Linked DNA regions of Mus musculus: region 2 is linked to region 1. A link is a contact called in public HiChIP or PLAC-seq data. All regions are on one chromosome and are shown on one strand. Each heading gives the region's core, a stretch centred on a gene start, on an enhancer-like site or on the middle of the called end of the contact. The rest is flanking DNA. Distances are from core to core; before and after follow the strand shown. Region 1 has its middle 17 kb from the start of Slc28a2. Region 2 overlaps Slc28a2 (solute carrier family 28 (sodium-coupled nucleoside transporter), member 2).

Region 1 (2,843 bases), core at 146-2,645:
GGATGGACCTGGAGGGCATCATCCTGAGTGAGGTAACACATTCACAAAGGAACTCACACAATATGTACTCACTGATAAGTGGATATTAGCCCAGAAACTTAGGATACCCAAGATATAAGATACAATTTGCTAAACGCATGAAACTGAAGAAGAACGAAGACCAAAGTGTGGACACTTTGCCCCTTCTTAGAATTGGGAACAGAACACCCATGGAAGGAGTTACAGAGACAATGTTTGGAGCTGTGATGAAAGGATGGACCATTTAGAGACTGCCATGTCCGGGACTCATCCCATAATCAGCTTCCAAACGCTGACACCATTGCACACACTAGCAAGATTTTGCTGAAAGGACCCAGATAGAGCTGTCTCTTGTGAGACTATGCCGGGGCCTAGCAAACACAGAAGTGGATGCTCACAGTCAGCTATTGGATGGATCACAGGACCCCCAATGGAGGATCTAAAGAAAGTACCCAAGGAGCTAAAGGGATCTGCACCCCTATAGGTGGAACAACATTATGGACTAACCAGTACCCCGGAGCTCTTGACTCTAGCTGCCTATGTATCAAAAGATGGCCTAGTCGGCCATCACTGGAAAGAGAGGCCCATTGGACAGGCAAACTTTATATGCCCCAGTACAGGGGAATGCCAGGGCCAAAAAGTGGGAATGGGTGGTTAGGGGATTGGGGGGGGGAGGGTATGGGGGACTTTTGGGATAGCATTGGAAATGTAAATGAGGAAAATACCTAATAAAAATATATATTAAAAAATACTAAAAAAAAAAGAAAAAGAAAAGAAAGCTGGTAACACTTGGCTGAAAGGGGACAAGCTGAAGAATGAAGGACATTGTTGAGAAACAGAGTAAGAGATGTTGGGATACTTAATAAAGTAGTTAAGGGGCGCAGAGGGGGCCGCTTTGTTGAGCTTGCAGTGTTTGGAATTGACTTGGTCCTCCTTTGCTTAACTACGATAACAGCATCCTTTTCTCTTTCTCCAAGCCTTTGAGTGTGGTTACTTTTCTCTTCAGTCTGAAGAAAAAGTCCTTTCAGTGCCTTCTGTAGACCTTGGTTTAGTGGTTATCGATTTCCTTAGCTTCCTTTTGTCGTGGAACGGTTTTCTTTCTCCTTCGGTTATGAGATAACTTGATGGGGAGATCAGCTGTTATCTTGTGGACCTACCTTTATATATGACTTGGCCTCTCTCTTGTACTTTTCAACGTGCTTTCTTCATTTGTGCCTTTAGTGTTTTAACTATGAAGACGACCTGGGAACTTCTTTAGTGGTCCTGCCTGTTTGCTGTTCTGTACACTTGCTGTGCCTTGATGCACATCTCTTTCCCTAGACTTTAGAAGTTTTCTGATATTTCTGAGTTTCGTTTCAGTTTCTCTTCAATATTGCTTTTCGTTACTGTTTCATTTCCACATCCCGTTTTGACTTCCTTATTTAACGCAGCTGTTTTATTCTCCTGGGAATTCATTCAGGAGCTTATTTGTGTCCTCCTTTTATTTCTTTGAGGATATTTATAATCGTTCTTAGAATTCTTTGTCTGGGATTTCATTTAAGTCATTCTCCTTGGGGCCATTACTGCATTTTGTAACTTTGAGAGAAGATTTTACTGAAAATGTTTCCAATGCCTTCGTCACGGAATCCTTCTCCTTTGTCCATGCCTGTAAATAACAGCTACAGGTTTTTTTTTTTCATAGTATCCAGAGATCTCACAGCTTCGATTAGTAATTATTTTTTTATTAATTTGTCGTTGTCCCTGACAAAGTGCTCCAATTCCTCTGTGTTGTCCTCAATGCCTGATAGTCTGTGTTCCTTGTGGTTCACTCTACCTCTGAGGCTGTCCCACGATCTTTTTATCTGGTGGAGTGAATATTTCACTTCAGTTTCTATTTAGTATTTCTATCTCTTTATTGTTACATTTTCACATCCTGTATTGACTTCCTTATTTAATTCACTTGTTTTTGTTCTCTTGGGAATTCATTGAGGAGCTTACTTGTGTCCCTTCCTTTATTTCTTTGAATGTATTTATAATCATTCTTTACAGTTCTTTGTCTGGTTTTTCATTTAAATCACTGTTATTGGTGCCATTACTGCATCGTGTAGCTTTCAGAGAAGATACATCCTCTTGTTTTCTCGGGTTACTTATGTTTTTAAATTGGAATTTACAAATTGATTGGTTTGGGTTTTTTTTTTAACTTTTAAATTTTTAATTCACCTTTCTTTTTTTAGTGGAGGTGTTTGCAGTGCCTTGGAAGAACTAGGTTTTAGTAAGACCGGGGTGTCATTCCTCTGGTAGATGGTTGTTGGGAGCACCAGCATCTATCCTTAATACTTCCCTCAGAGGAGCATGCTACTCTGAAACAATACTCACTCTCCAGGGATAAAGCTGTGAAAATGGATTGATAGCAAATTAAAAAATCAATTAGCCCTTAAACACCAATCATTTTAGGGAATAAAAGAAGACTGATAATATCACGTGTGATGATATACTAGTTACTGTGAATACGAGTGGAAAGAAAAAGAAAGGAAAAAGAAACAGATTGGCTCTCATGATTAGTGTTGGGTTGATGAGGAGAGAGGTGAGGACACTGATAGGAGAAGTAAAGGTTCAGGCCTGTGAGGGGTCTGACTAAACTAGACTGAAAAGAAGAGAGGGAAAGTCTGCAATGATGAGATCGCAGAGTGGTGATAGAAACTGAAGGTCAGGGCCCGATAGGAGACCTTTAGGTCATAGGGTGAGCCCTGAAGGAAATTGTGAAACTCTGCTCTCCAGCCCTTCCCACTTGTTTCTGGCTATAAAGTGAATGTTTTTGCCTGAGATGTATATGGTTACATAAGGCA
Region 2 (2,843 bases), core at 193-2,692, 45 kb before region 1:
TCTCAGCCACCAGTGGGCAGTCTGCCCACTGTACACCCATCATGAAAACCATGGGCCTTAGGACATAGGAGCAGATGACCTGAGAAAGAAGGGAAAGGAAGAGTAGACAACAGAAGTCAGGCACCAGGAGCTGCTCCAGACACTTAGCCGCCTCTCCTTCCTCTACCTCCTTCTCCTCCTCAGGCTTTCAGTTTACTGAGAGTCAGGAAAACATGCCCAACACATATAAGACTTTACCTGGAAACTGAGTCCATGGATATCCACCATTTCCCCCAGCCAAGAGAGGGTAGCATTGATGAAGGCCAATACAGCCAGAAAGGCAATCAGGTTGGCTGCAACATTAGCAACAAGGCTTATGGCATCTGTGGCTCCATTGCTTGCAGCTTCCAGGATATTCCTCTCTTCCCTGTGGTTATTGGGCACAGAGAAAGAATATGCTATCTACAGTAATCTCAGCTCCTCAGAGAGGAGCAGCTCTATAGACCCTAAAATGGAAGAAATGGGTAGCCAGCCATTTTGAGGGGTGCTGGGAATCCTCAGTAATTATAATAGTGGAGATTACTCTGAAGTGATTCAGATATTATTGCATGAAAGTCTGATGCCAAGGACATAGAATATTTGTATAATATCCCACTAATGCCAGGTGGGAAGGTTAAGTCGAAACAAAACAAAGACTGAAAATGATTAGCTGGAAGCAGGGTAGCAAAAGGGGACATGGAGTGACAGACCTTCTTCCTTTGGGGAAGCTGGAAGTCTCTAGCACCCTGGGCTTCCTCAGGTAGCACACCTTATCATCTCCTGAACTGTCCCCAGCTCACCCTCGAGGCAGCTTCAGTCCCTCCTTGCTCTTGAACTTGGACTCTTCGACTTCTGGATATACCAGTTTGGACAAGGCAAGTGCACAAGGGGCAGCCATCACTGAGGCAGAAATCAAGGATGATGCATCAATCTGTAAAGCCAGATGGGGATTAGCACCACTGTGGGGCCTCAACATGAGTGCACCATGAGCAATTATGTTGACTGTGCCTCACCCCAAAGGATATGAAGGCTCCCAACACTGTGCCTGCTATGGTAGCAAAGCCTCCAGTCATGACTGCATGGATTTCAGAGATGGTCATGTCTGCAAGGTAGGGACGGATGAGCAGAGGCGCCTCTGTCTAAAAACAAAGAAAAATAGTCACACACCAAGAGGGTATCACTCCCCAAGTCAAAGTGCTTATCCCAGATAGAGAATGGACCTATCAGATACATGCCCTTCCAGTCAGTGGACAAAAACCTGCCCAACCATCTCCATGAGGTCCTGTTTTCACGTGTTCCTCTAGCATATTATAGAATACTGTAGACAACTGGTGTTCATTTACTTTGTTTTCGGTGTCTAAGTCCATGAGCTTAGTGAGTAAATTATAGAGTACAGTTCCATTGCTGACCACACACTAGATGTCTACAGAGCATGTATTAAAGGAACTGAAAATAGCTTATCTAAGCTAATGCTGTATGAAATAATAAGAAAATAATGTCAAGCCAACAACAAAGTTCAGCCTGGAGACCTGATATCAATATCTAGAACCCATAAGGAAAGAAAAACCCGGCATCCACAAGTTGTCCTCTGACCTCCATATGAGAGCCATGATACATGACTACTTACACACATACGAAAGAGAGAGAGAGAGAGAGACAGAGAGAGAGAGAGACAGAGAGAGAGACAGAGAGAGAGACAGAGAAGAGAGGAGAGATGAGAGAGGAAGAGTCATTAAACAAAATATAATTTTTTAATGAAATGTCTGTAATTTTTATTAATTAGGAAGATTCAAGGAGGAAATGACCTAGCCTTAATCTATTAGGTCATGTATCCTTTAATGAGTGTCAGCAAAACGATGGATTAGCTTAGTAGAGCACTAAGGCAAGGGCCCTGCTCTTAGATGATTAGGTCTAGCTGGAAAAGTTCAACTGATTATAGATAATTTTAGCAAAATGTAAGGTCATGATAAAAGAATCCAAAAGTACTGTGAAAACAGATCAAAAGCAGATAAACAGCCCAAGGCTTTGGGAGAAAAAGACCCCAATTGTTAACTTCTTACTCATTTGAAAAACTATTGTCCCTAATGTTGATTTGACCAGTCAATAGCATAGATTTAACACTGAAATGGTTAATGTTGATTATCAATAATTGATAGAATCTCCTCAAAATGACTCTAGGAATGCCTGTGAGGGGTTATCTTGATAGGTCAGCCTGTGAGAGATTATTTTAATTAGATTAAAGCAGAAAGACCCATTCTAAAAGTGGTTAGGACATTTCCTAGGCTTGGGTCCTGGGTGCTGGGCACAAGCACCAGTGGCCTTAAGCTCCTGTCACCAAGCTCTTCCCAATAGGGTGGCTGTACTCTCAAGCCGTGAGTCAAAATGAATCCTTTTTCTCTTAATACACCTTTTTTTTCCAAGGTATTTAATCACAGCAAAGAGAAAGACATCTATTGCACACAAACACATGCTCTTCCACACAGATGGATACACTGAGAAAGATGCTGTGTGAAGAAGAGTCCTGACAGTTCTGAGCAAGACAAGCCATTGCCTCCTCAGAGACCTCAGAAAAATCACGGTGAATCACAGCAAGAAACCAGAGGTAGCTCAACCATCCTTCCCAGCTCCTGAGGGGATAAGGCTTAGACTAGGACATTCCCCTATATAAGAAGCTGGATAGTGTGTCTGGACTGTGCATTAGGCATCGAGTTCTCCTTGACCCTCTGAGGATTCTTTCATAAAGACTGACTGCCCCATGGTCTCCATTTATCTGACTTCCATAAGAAAAATGAGCTTTTCAAGCCATGTGATGACACATGTGTATA

Evidence for each region. HiChIP or PLAC-seq counts read pairs in DNA pulled down with a chosen protein or histone mark.
Region 2: an H3K4me3 HiChIP or PLAC-seq map of bone marrow-derived macrophages shows a contact between it and region 1, with 2.8 times the contacts expected there. The contact joins two enhancer-like sites. A contact is called at or near these places in 2 of 15 datasets of contacts at CTCF or cohesin (CD8 T cells and large pre-B cells), 10 of 484 Hi-C or Micro-C datasets (B cells, bone marrow-derived macrophages, embryonic fibroblasts and 4 more), 3 of 115 datasets of contacts at active chromatin or transcription factors (CD8 T cells and bone marrow-derived macrophages) and 3 of 9 other capture datasets (adipose tissue, liver and pancreatic islet).

What each region holds. Positions count from the first base shown.
Region 1 is chr2:122,407,688-122,410,530 of GRCm38.p6, reverse strand. No RefSeq gene overlaps it. Among named protein-coding and RNA genes, the nearest start is that of Slc28a2, 17 kb to the left of the region's middle. Within about 2 kb of position 1,395, at least 39 of the 459 cell types and tissues checked have an H3K27ac peak or open chromatin away from gene starts, as enhancers often do. A contact at or near this core is called in bone marrow-derived macrophages, where this site is marked.
Region 2 is chr2:122,452,795-122,455,637 of GRCm38.p6, reverse strand. It overlaps Slc28a2 (solute carrier family 28 (sodium-coupled nucleoside transporter), member 2), which reads right to left. Exons shown (of 20, transcript NM_172980.4): 13 at 1,032-1,157; 14 at 819-949; 15 at 238-406; 16 at 1-79. Among named protein-coding and RNA genes, the nearest start is that of Slc28a2, 28 kb to the right of the region's middle. Within about 2 kb of position 1,442, at least 4 of the 459 cell types and tissues checked have an H3K27ac peak or open chromatin away from gene starts, as enhancers often do. A contact at or near this core is called in bone marrow-derived macrophages, where this site is marked.